Regions from separate parts of the Zea mays genome. Here region 2 is linked to region 1. The links are chromatin contacts, called in public Hi-C maps. All regions are on one chromosome and are shown on one strand. The core of a region is the stretch at or near the end of the contact, and the rest is flanking DNA. Distances in the headings are between cores, read along the strand shown.

Evidence for each region. Hi-C and Micro-C count contacts between places; a contact is called where the count stands out from the background.
Region 2: a Hi-C map of leaf shows a contact between it and region 1, with 3 times the contacts expected there. The contact joins the promoter of LOC100192621 here to the promoter of LOC100284147 in region 1. A contact is called at or near these places in 2 of 25 Hi-C or Micro-C datasets (leaf and tassel).

Annotation. Positions count from the first base shown.
Region 1 is chr4:243,851,827-243,855,834 of Zm-B73-REFERENCE-NAM-5.0, forward strand. LOC100284147 (small nuclear ribonucleoprotein F) reads left to right here and starts at 1,664. Exons shown (of 5, transcript NM_001366696.1): 1 at 1,664-1,853; 2 at 3,406-3,493; 3 at 3,599-3,636; 4 at 3,739-3,803. The coding sequence starts at 1,848.
Region 2 is chr4:243,983,626-243,987,633 of Zm-B73-REFERENCE-NAM-5.0, forward strand. It overlaps LOC100192621, which reads left to right and starts at 2,278. Exons shown (of 2, transcript NM_001137836.1): 1 at 2,278-3,506. The coding sequence starts at 2,325. It overlaps LOC109946110 (B-box zinc finger protein 32-like), which reads left to right. Exons shown (of 1, transcript NM_001320520.2): 1 at 1-661. The coding sequence starts at 26. The coding sequence ends at 595.

The DNA.
Region 1 (4,008 bases), core at 414-2,913:
GTGTAACGAATTGCATAAATACCTACATCATGTAGTATAATTTGTATCAGTATATATCATAAACTAGATTTAATGTGTTTTAGCTGCATGGCTGTTGGAGGGATCTTATATTTATGAAGGAAATAAAACATTAAATACGATTTTTTGTTTCTATGCGTGTAATTCATTTCCTTTCATTGCACATTATTTTTATCATAAATTCGTGTGCATGCAGCTGGTAACAGAATTTTACGCAGTATATCGAATTGCATAATTATTAACACTGTGTAGCATATTTAGTCTCAGTATATATCATAAAATGGTCTTTACGCGTCTAGCTGCATGGCTGTTGCAGCGATCCTAAATTTATGGAGGAAATAAAGGATTTTAAAAACAGAAACTGCCGCACATATCTTTCCTAAATTTATGCGCATGCATTGGATCGTGTTTGACTCATGCATGCATTCCTTTTTTGCGCTAACAGACGTGGGGCAGGTGGCGCACCCGACAGCCTGTTTGGTCGCGCTGGTTGAACCAGTTTGCAGGGGTGATCGGCCTGGGCTTCCTTTAACTATTGGAAGCCCAGGGCTCCCGTTATACCTACCCTATATATATATATATATCTTGTTTAAATGAAATATTTATCCAAATACAATCTAAACCTATAGATTTCCATATCTTGCCAAAAGAGTCATCCGGGACCAGGTCAGTATCAGTACACGTACCGATATTCAGCGTGCCTCCGGATCGAGACAAAATAACACACAACAATGCGCTCCTATGCTGCCTTCTTGGCCTGCAATGTTGGCCTGATCACGATTGTATTTTATATTTTAAATTATTAATATATATTTAACATATTTATACTTTATATAACACAAATGAAGGTGTGAGCTACGCGATAGAAGACAAAGTTTTCCTTGCCGAAGGACCATTTCGGTTTATTCCCATAATTTATTTCGCTGGAGCTTGCATGCTCATACGCATCTGCATGAACCGTTGTATAGGCAACTCCTGCATTAATATTAGTAAAAAAAAATTAGAATCGTAAGAAAAAAGGTTTCCGTTCCAGAGTGTCAACACCGGTTTCTCTAAAACCATCATTAACGTAAATATCAGTTCATATTGTTGCGGTCCCGTGGAAGGCATTGGACGAGAGAACAATAAAATAGAAAATTTTCATTATTCATAAACACCTTTTACAAAAAAAATCGCCAACATAAAAAAATACAAAAAATACTCGATTCAGGATAATGTTTTAGTCTCGAAATTAGAAAACATTTTTTTTGAAATAAAAGAAATCAAGAATAGTCTCGACACTGAGGCCCATAAAGGGTGTGTTTGGTTTGACTTTTGGCTTTTGGCTTTTGCCCCCTAAAAGCCAAAAGCCAACCAAAGGGTTAGATCTAGGAAGCAGCTTTTTCTAAAAGCTGGCTTTCTCACAGTGCAAATCTGAAAGCACTCCTGAACCTGCTTTTAGTGGCTTTTCGAATGGAACTGTGAAAACATATATCGAAGAACTTTTAACGACTTTTAGTGGTTTCCACCAAACAGTTTTTAGCTTTTTAACGGCTTACAGCCTACATCAGCTTTTTTCACAGCCCACAGCAACTTTTTTCACAGCCACAGCCCAACCAAACAGACCCAAAGTTACTAAACGGGCTGAAGCCAAAAGGGCCAACCCAACTACTTTCTGGCGGCGGTTCGTCCCTGATCTCCAGGAGGTCCCTGTACCCCGCTTGGGCTCTCCTAAACCCTAATCGTGACCGCCGCGCCAGCGCCAGGAACTGTAGTTTCGTCCTCGCGGCCTTCTCTCCCTCCAGTCGAACCGCGCCGACGAGCGACGACAACTGCTGCTGCATTCTTCAATGGCGGTACGCTCTTCTGACTTCCAGCGGATCTCTCGATGTCGCTTCTCTAGACGATTTACGGACCGAATCTGTTCGCACTTACTTGTTAGGCCGTACTACCCAAAGTTTAACCAAAAGCACTTCGCGTGGAGTTTGAATATGGGTATGGGGATGTGTAAGCTGCTGGAGATAGCCTTAGTCATTGTGTGATTTTGCGTCGCCGGCTGTTCTTTTTCACGCTTCCTATCTGTCAACCGTCTGAAATCGACTTCGGTGTCAAGCGACGGAAAATTGATGGCGCATCCCAAGCTCACCACTGCCGGCCCTAGAAGAATAGGGGTAGGTATGGGGACGGCACCGGCGAAGTCGTGGGGACACGAGGAAGCATCGGGAGGCGGGCAGCGCGTCGGGAGGTCGTCTGCTGTAGTTGGGAGGGCGTTCACAGTTGAGACACTCAGGTCGAATTCCAGCAAGATATAGGTACTAATTAGGTGTGGTGTATGATTTTGACTTTTGAGATACTTGAAGGAATCAGCTATGCAATTGGGAAGAGGGGAATTGTGGCAGAGTAATGTTGAAGGCGCATCAGTTTGTAATTATCAGGAGTTTAGAGGTTACAGGGGGAAGTTAATTTTCGCCTTGATCTTGTATCATGGTTTTTAAAGCGCCTTAAGAACAGTGTCTTGTATTGAATCCATGTTTGGAATTTATTGACAATAGAATGTTCTCTCTCTTAATTTTAGGGCATGATTGAACTGTTTTTTGTTTGTGTGGAGTGGCTACAAATTTTATATCGGTGTGGCCAAAAACTGGATTTGGAAACATGACTGGCCTTTCTATATCTTTTTATGGATGTCGCTGCTTCTGATCTTAGTCATCATTACCTATCAGAAGTTCAGGCCAGTGGTTTCACCTCTACCAGTGTCCAGTACCGCTGAAGTATCATATCATATAATAGTCACAACTGTTTCTGTTAGCTTGATCCCAAGGTGCATTAATATTTGCCTTCATGCACAGCTGATTGCTATTTTGCGTTCCAGTTGAAAATTGCTTGTGATCTTAACATTCTGTGAAAAGCATCAAGTTGTAATGAGCTAAGCAGGGGCATAAGCTGTTGAGCTTGATTCCCTGTCTTGTTAATTGTTGAATTGCAAAAGTTGGAGGAGAAATTTAATTAACATTTAACAGTAATAATGTAATATACTTGAATAGATAAATGGATAAAAAATACGCCTGTGTCTCACTGTCTCCTTCAATGATGGGTTAGATCATGATATTTAAAATGTTGACATGTTTATACATCTTTGCCATGAATTATTGGTCTATTTTGAGTTAAATATTGAGCCACTGGGTGCATCATGTCATGCATGCCATATTTCTATGACGTTCTTTAGTCACTAGACTATTGTAAATGACTTGAAGGCTATCATGTAGTTGACCAATTGACTTCAGTAATAGTGAACTATGTAAATTCAAATGAAATGAGTCTTGCACTCTTGTTATTTATGTTTGCTAGCTATAATAAAGGAAAATCTTATGATACACGTGCTCACCGAGCAACTCTCGTTTTGAGCAGACTGTGCCAGTTAACCCAAAACCTTTCCTGAACAACCTGACGGGGAAGCCTGTAATTGTCAAACTCAAGTGGGGTATGGAGTACAAAGGTAATTTATCTTATTTTTGTATCCAGTTTGAACTGGAACATTTTATTTGCCAGATACTGCCCCTGCTCTTATTCAAACTGAAAAAATTTTATTGTACATTTCCAGGTTATCTTGCTTCAGTGGACTCCTATATGAATCTCCAGGTACTAATTTGACAGTTTAGCTGTTGTACTGTTAGAGTGATCATCACTAGGGTACTAAATGACATACAAAATTCATTGCTGCCTTATTTTTGTACTGTGCAGCTTGCCAATACTGAGGAGTACATTGATGGGCAATTCTCTGGAAACCTGGGAGAGATTCTGATCAGGTAATGTTTCTTGTTCCTTTCTTTCTAGCTTATGTCATGTAGTGCTGTTTTATAATAAATCTAGATATAAAACGGGGAACATCTTCATCCTGCTGCCCTACTCTTAACTACTGATACTTAGAAAGTACTATGGTAGCGATGATCAAGTTACATGTGAAGGAAGGCTTTGGGTTCTTCAAAACTTAAATTTGTGTGAACTTTTTAG
Region 2 (4,008 bases), core at 1,028-3,527, 130 kb after region 1:
AAGGCAGAGGAGACAAGCAGGCAGGATGGGTGCCGCTGGTGACGCCGCGGCAGCGGGCACGCGGACGCGGTGCGAGCTCTGCGGGAGCGCGGCGGCCGTGCACTGCGCCGCGGACTCGGCGTTCCTCTGCCCGCGCTGCGACGCCAAGGTGCACGGCGCCAACTTCCTGGCGTCCAGGCACGTGAGGCGCCGCCTGCCGCGCGGGGGCGCCGAGTCCGGGGCGTCCTCGTCCAGCGGCTCCTGCCTGTCCACGGCCGACTCCGCGCAGTCGAGGGCGGCGCCGCCGCCGCCAGGGAGAGGGAGGAGGGCGGAGGACGTGCTGGAGGGGGGGTGGGCCAGGAGGAAGAGGGTCGCGGCGGGGCCCGCGTGCCGTCGTCGCGTCCCGCTCCGCGTCGCGATGGCCGCCGCGCGCTGGTCGGAGGTCCGCGCCGGCGGTGGAGCGGAGGCTGCGGTGCTCGCAGTTGCGGCGTGGTGGATGACGCGCGCGGCGAGAGCGAGACCCCCGGCGGCGGGCGCTCCGGACCTGGAGGAGGGATGGGCCGAGTGCTCTCCTGAATTCGTGGTCCGGCAGGGCCCACATCCGTCTGCAATGTAGCAACAGCATGTGGGCGACGTTAGTTTGTCCTTTTCCTCCCTAATTATTTTAGTAATTAACGAGATCGATCGTGTGGTGTCGTTGGCTTGGCTTCCTCTCGTCGTCCGATTAACAAAAGCCGGTTCCATTGGCTGGATATCTTCTCTGCTGATCTGATTGTGTGTGCCAAATGCGTACTGTACGCATCAGCGTTGTTGATCGGGGACTAGACCCACCCACATGATGAGGACGGCATAAAAGGGCCGCAGCCGTCTGTCATCCTCATCCAGGAGTTCTTCTCCTCCTGGCCGCTCGTTAACCTTCGAATTTGATACCTATTTTTAATAGGACACGGTTCAACCGGTGGTATGGTACACGGCCTCGTGGAATCGTGCGAAACCAAACGTTCGTGCGTGCGTGCGCGAGCCATCATACGCTCGGACGCGTCGCGCACCGGTGGTAGATGGACACCCCCAGCCCGCAGATCACCCGCGGCTGCCGGCCCGGGATCCACACGATCCGATACGGCGAAGGGCGAACGCGTCGACGACTCGCCATCGCGCGTGCGTCGCGGCACCAGGCCAGACCGACCGAGTGCCGTGCGTGAGCGGCCAGCGTAGTAGCGCGGCGGGACTCGTTTCGGTGGCTAGATCGCTGTCTCTGTCTAGTCCGGACGCGCGGCGCGGGGAGATCCCCTCCCCGCCGGACACTCCTCCAACCTCCAGACATGCCAATTGCCAAGGACGCCGCCCCTACAGAGCTGCAGCCCCCAGATCATCTAAGTTCGTTTATTTGGCCCGTTTTGCGTGCATCATCAGCCCACGTAGCATATCCGGCCTAATTTCTCTCTCTCTCTCTATATATATTTTCCCTAAAGTTTCTTGCAGGAAGAAATTTTAATTAAAACTGTAAATATATACTCGTGTCATCAATTAGGTCGGCCGCCAATTAGAATTGCGGTAAAAAGTACTCCCTCCTCCGCCAAAAAAAAAGTGTTACTACCGTAACTGTGGTCAAAAAATTTTATAGACAATATCAGTAATATTCAAATAGGGCGTAAACCCCGTTTATATCTCTGTTGTGAAGCGAAATGGTAGTTTTGCTCAAGGTGTTTAAGCTCTGTAATTTCAGCCCTGCGATTTAAAACGAACATGTAGCAATAGGTTCTAATAAATGTCTGTACATCGAGATATCCATATTATGAACATTGTGTGACATGCTAGCAATGTTAACGTCTCAAGCAACGAACATGTAGCTAGTTTCGCTAACATATATAAATGAAAGACAAGATATTTGGACAAAGCCATGTTGGTCTACTAGCTACCAGGTCATGAAAACAAGTCAGCATCCTACTAGTTCATCTTTCCCAGCACATGAAGACAAGGCAAATTTTTTTGGATAAGAATGAGAGAGTGTTGGAGCAACAAAAATCATTATTTTTTAATAATATCTGTTTTGGTGTTAGTTGCTCTAAGCACTTGGCGTCGGTTCAAATTCAATCGGGTAGGGAGTTTTGTATTTTTTAAATTTGATAAATATTTATGAAAAATAAAATATTTATGCAGCTCGCGAGATACACGAGTCGTCTGCATCGGCCCACCCAGCCGCGGCCGGCGGCCCACGCCACGACTCGGCCTCGTACGGTCGGGCCCACGACCCCGACCCGAGCTGCTCTGGCGCCGTGACGCCGTCTTCCTGTTCCCCGTTACTTTTCCTCCCCCGGCGACCGAAGCCGCCGCCCAGCCACGCCATGGACTCTCTCCTCGCCAGCTACGCCTCTTCCGACGACGACGCTGATGAGGCCCCACCTGCTCCTCCTCCTGCTCATTCCCCCGCCATCGCCACTTCCTCCGGTGGCGGCGCAGGCGGGTTTTTCTCCTCGCTCCCGCAACCCAAGTCCGCCCCCGCACCGCTCTTCTCCTCCCTCCCGGCGCCCAAATCCACCCCCACGCCGCTCTTCTCCTCTCTCTCGGCGCCCAAATCCTCCCCCGCCCCTAACCCCACCTTCTCCTCTATCCCGCCGCCCAAGTCTTCCGGAGGAAACCCTAAGCGCGTCGTCCAGTATCGCCCGCAGCCGATCCGGCAGCCCACAGGCGACAGCTCCGACGACGAGGAGGACGATCCCAAGAAGCGCCGCGCGAGCAACAACGAGGCGCGCTTGCCGCCCGTGTCTGCTGGCTCGGGTCCCGTGTCCTCGTTCCTCCCGCCTCCGAAGCACTCGCTCGGGCTCGGCGCCGGCTCTGGCGCGGGAGCGAGGAGGTCGGCAATCGATACGGCTGCGCCAGAGAAGCTAAATCTCGGCACCGCTCTGCCTTCAAGCTCGGTTGCCAACACAGGAGCCCCGGAAAGGCCTGACACCGGCGCAACCGACGACGACGATTCGGAAGATAGTGGCAGTGATGGTGACATGCCTGCGCCGGAGCTGGAGGAGGAGCATGAAAACCAGCAGGCTTTTAATGCTGCAACCGGGGAGCAGCAGCAAAGCTATGATGCTGGAGCTGGGAGCACTAGTGGATATGAAACATATGCGTGGGATCCAAACCACTATGCGCAACACGGTGCTTATGGTTGGGATCCTAGTGCCAGTGCGAATTATGAGGATGGAACACAGTATGCCGCATATGAAAGAGGGCAAAGTGCAGGGTATGTTCATGCGCATGGAGGGGAGCATGCCAGTGGATATGACCATGTTGCGGCAGTGCCATATGGAGTAGATTATACTGCTGGAGGTTATGGTCATGAGGTAGCAGCGACATTGCCACCGGTGCATGAACCGATATTGCCACCAGAGATGGGTAGGAGTGGAGGGAAGAGAGGTAGAAATGATACGCCGGTCCAGATTTTAGAAGTAAATCAAGCAGAGCTGATGAAGAACAGACCAAAGCAGGATAAGTCTAAGCTCACGGGGTTGGCCTTCGGTCCTAGTTATCAGGTACAGATTCATCACTGTTTGCTAACTTTGTTTCTACTTTTGTCAAGCATTGCTTTATTAGCTTATTATATGCTTGTGTTTCAGTAGCTTAGTACCAAATCCAGTAGGTAGAACTGGGATGACAAAGCTAGATTATTTGTTCTGTGCTCATATTGCTCAAACAACTGAAACTAAAGTTGCTCCTGTTAGTCGCGAGCCAGCATCAGATACTGTCGCTCAGTGCTTATTGGCACAATCACAGAATGGTAGTGCAGAAACAATAATGTGTTATGGGTATGCTGTTAGTTCCCAAGCAATGATTCTTGAGAAATATGCCACGGTGTTTTCATTTTCATCGCAACTTCCATTCATCACGAATCAAGTAAAATAATTTACTACCAAAAAACTATATTAGGCTGTAAAGTCATGTTTTCAATGGTCTGGTTGCCACTTCTTAAGTGGAATAGCCATAAACAAGTTCTTTAGTAGAATAAATGGCTACTTTTGTACTTTAATAAAGTGA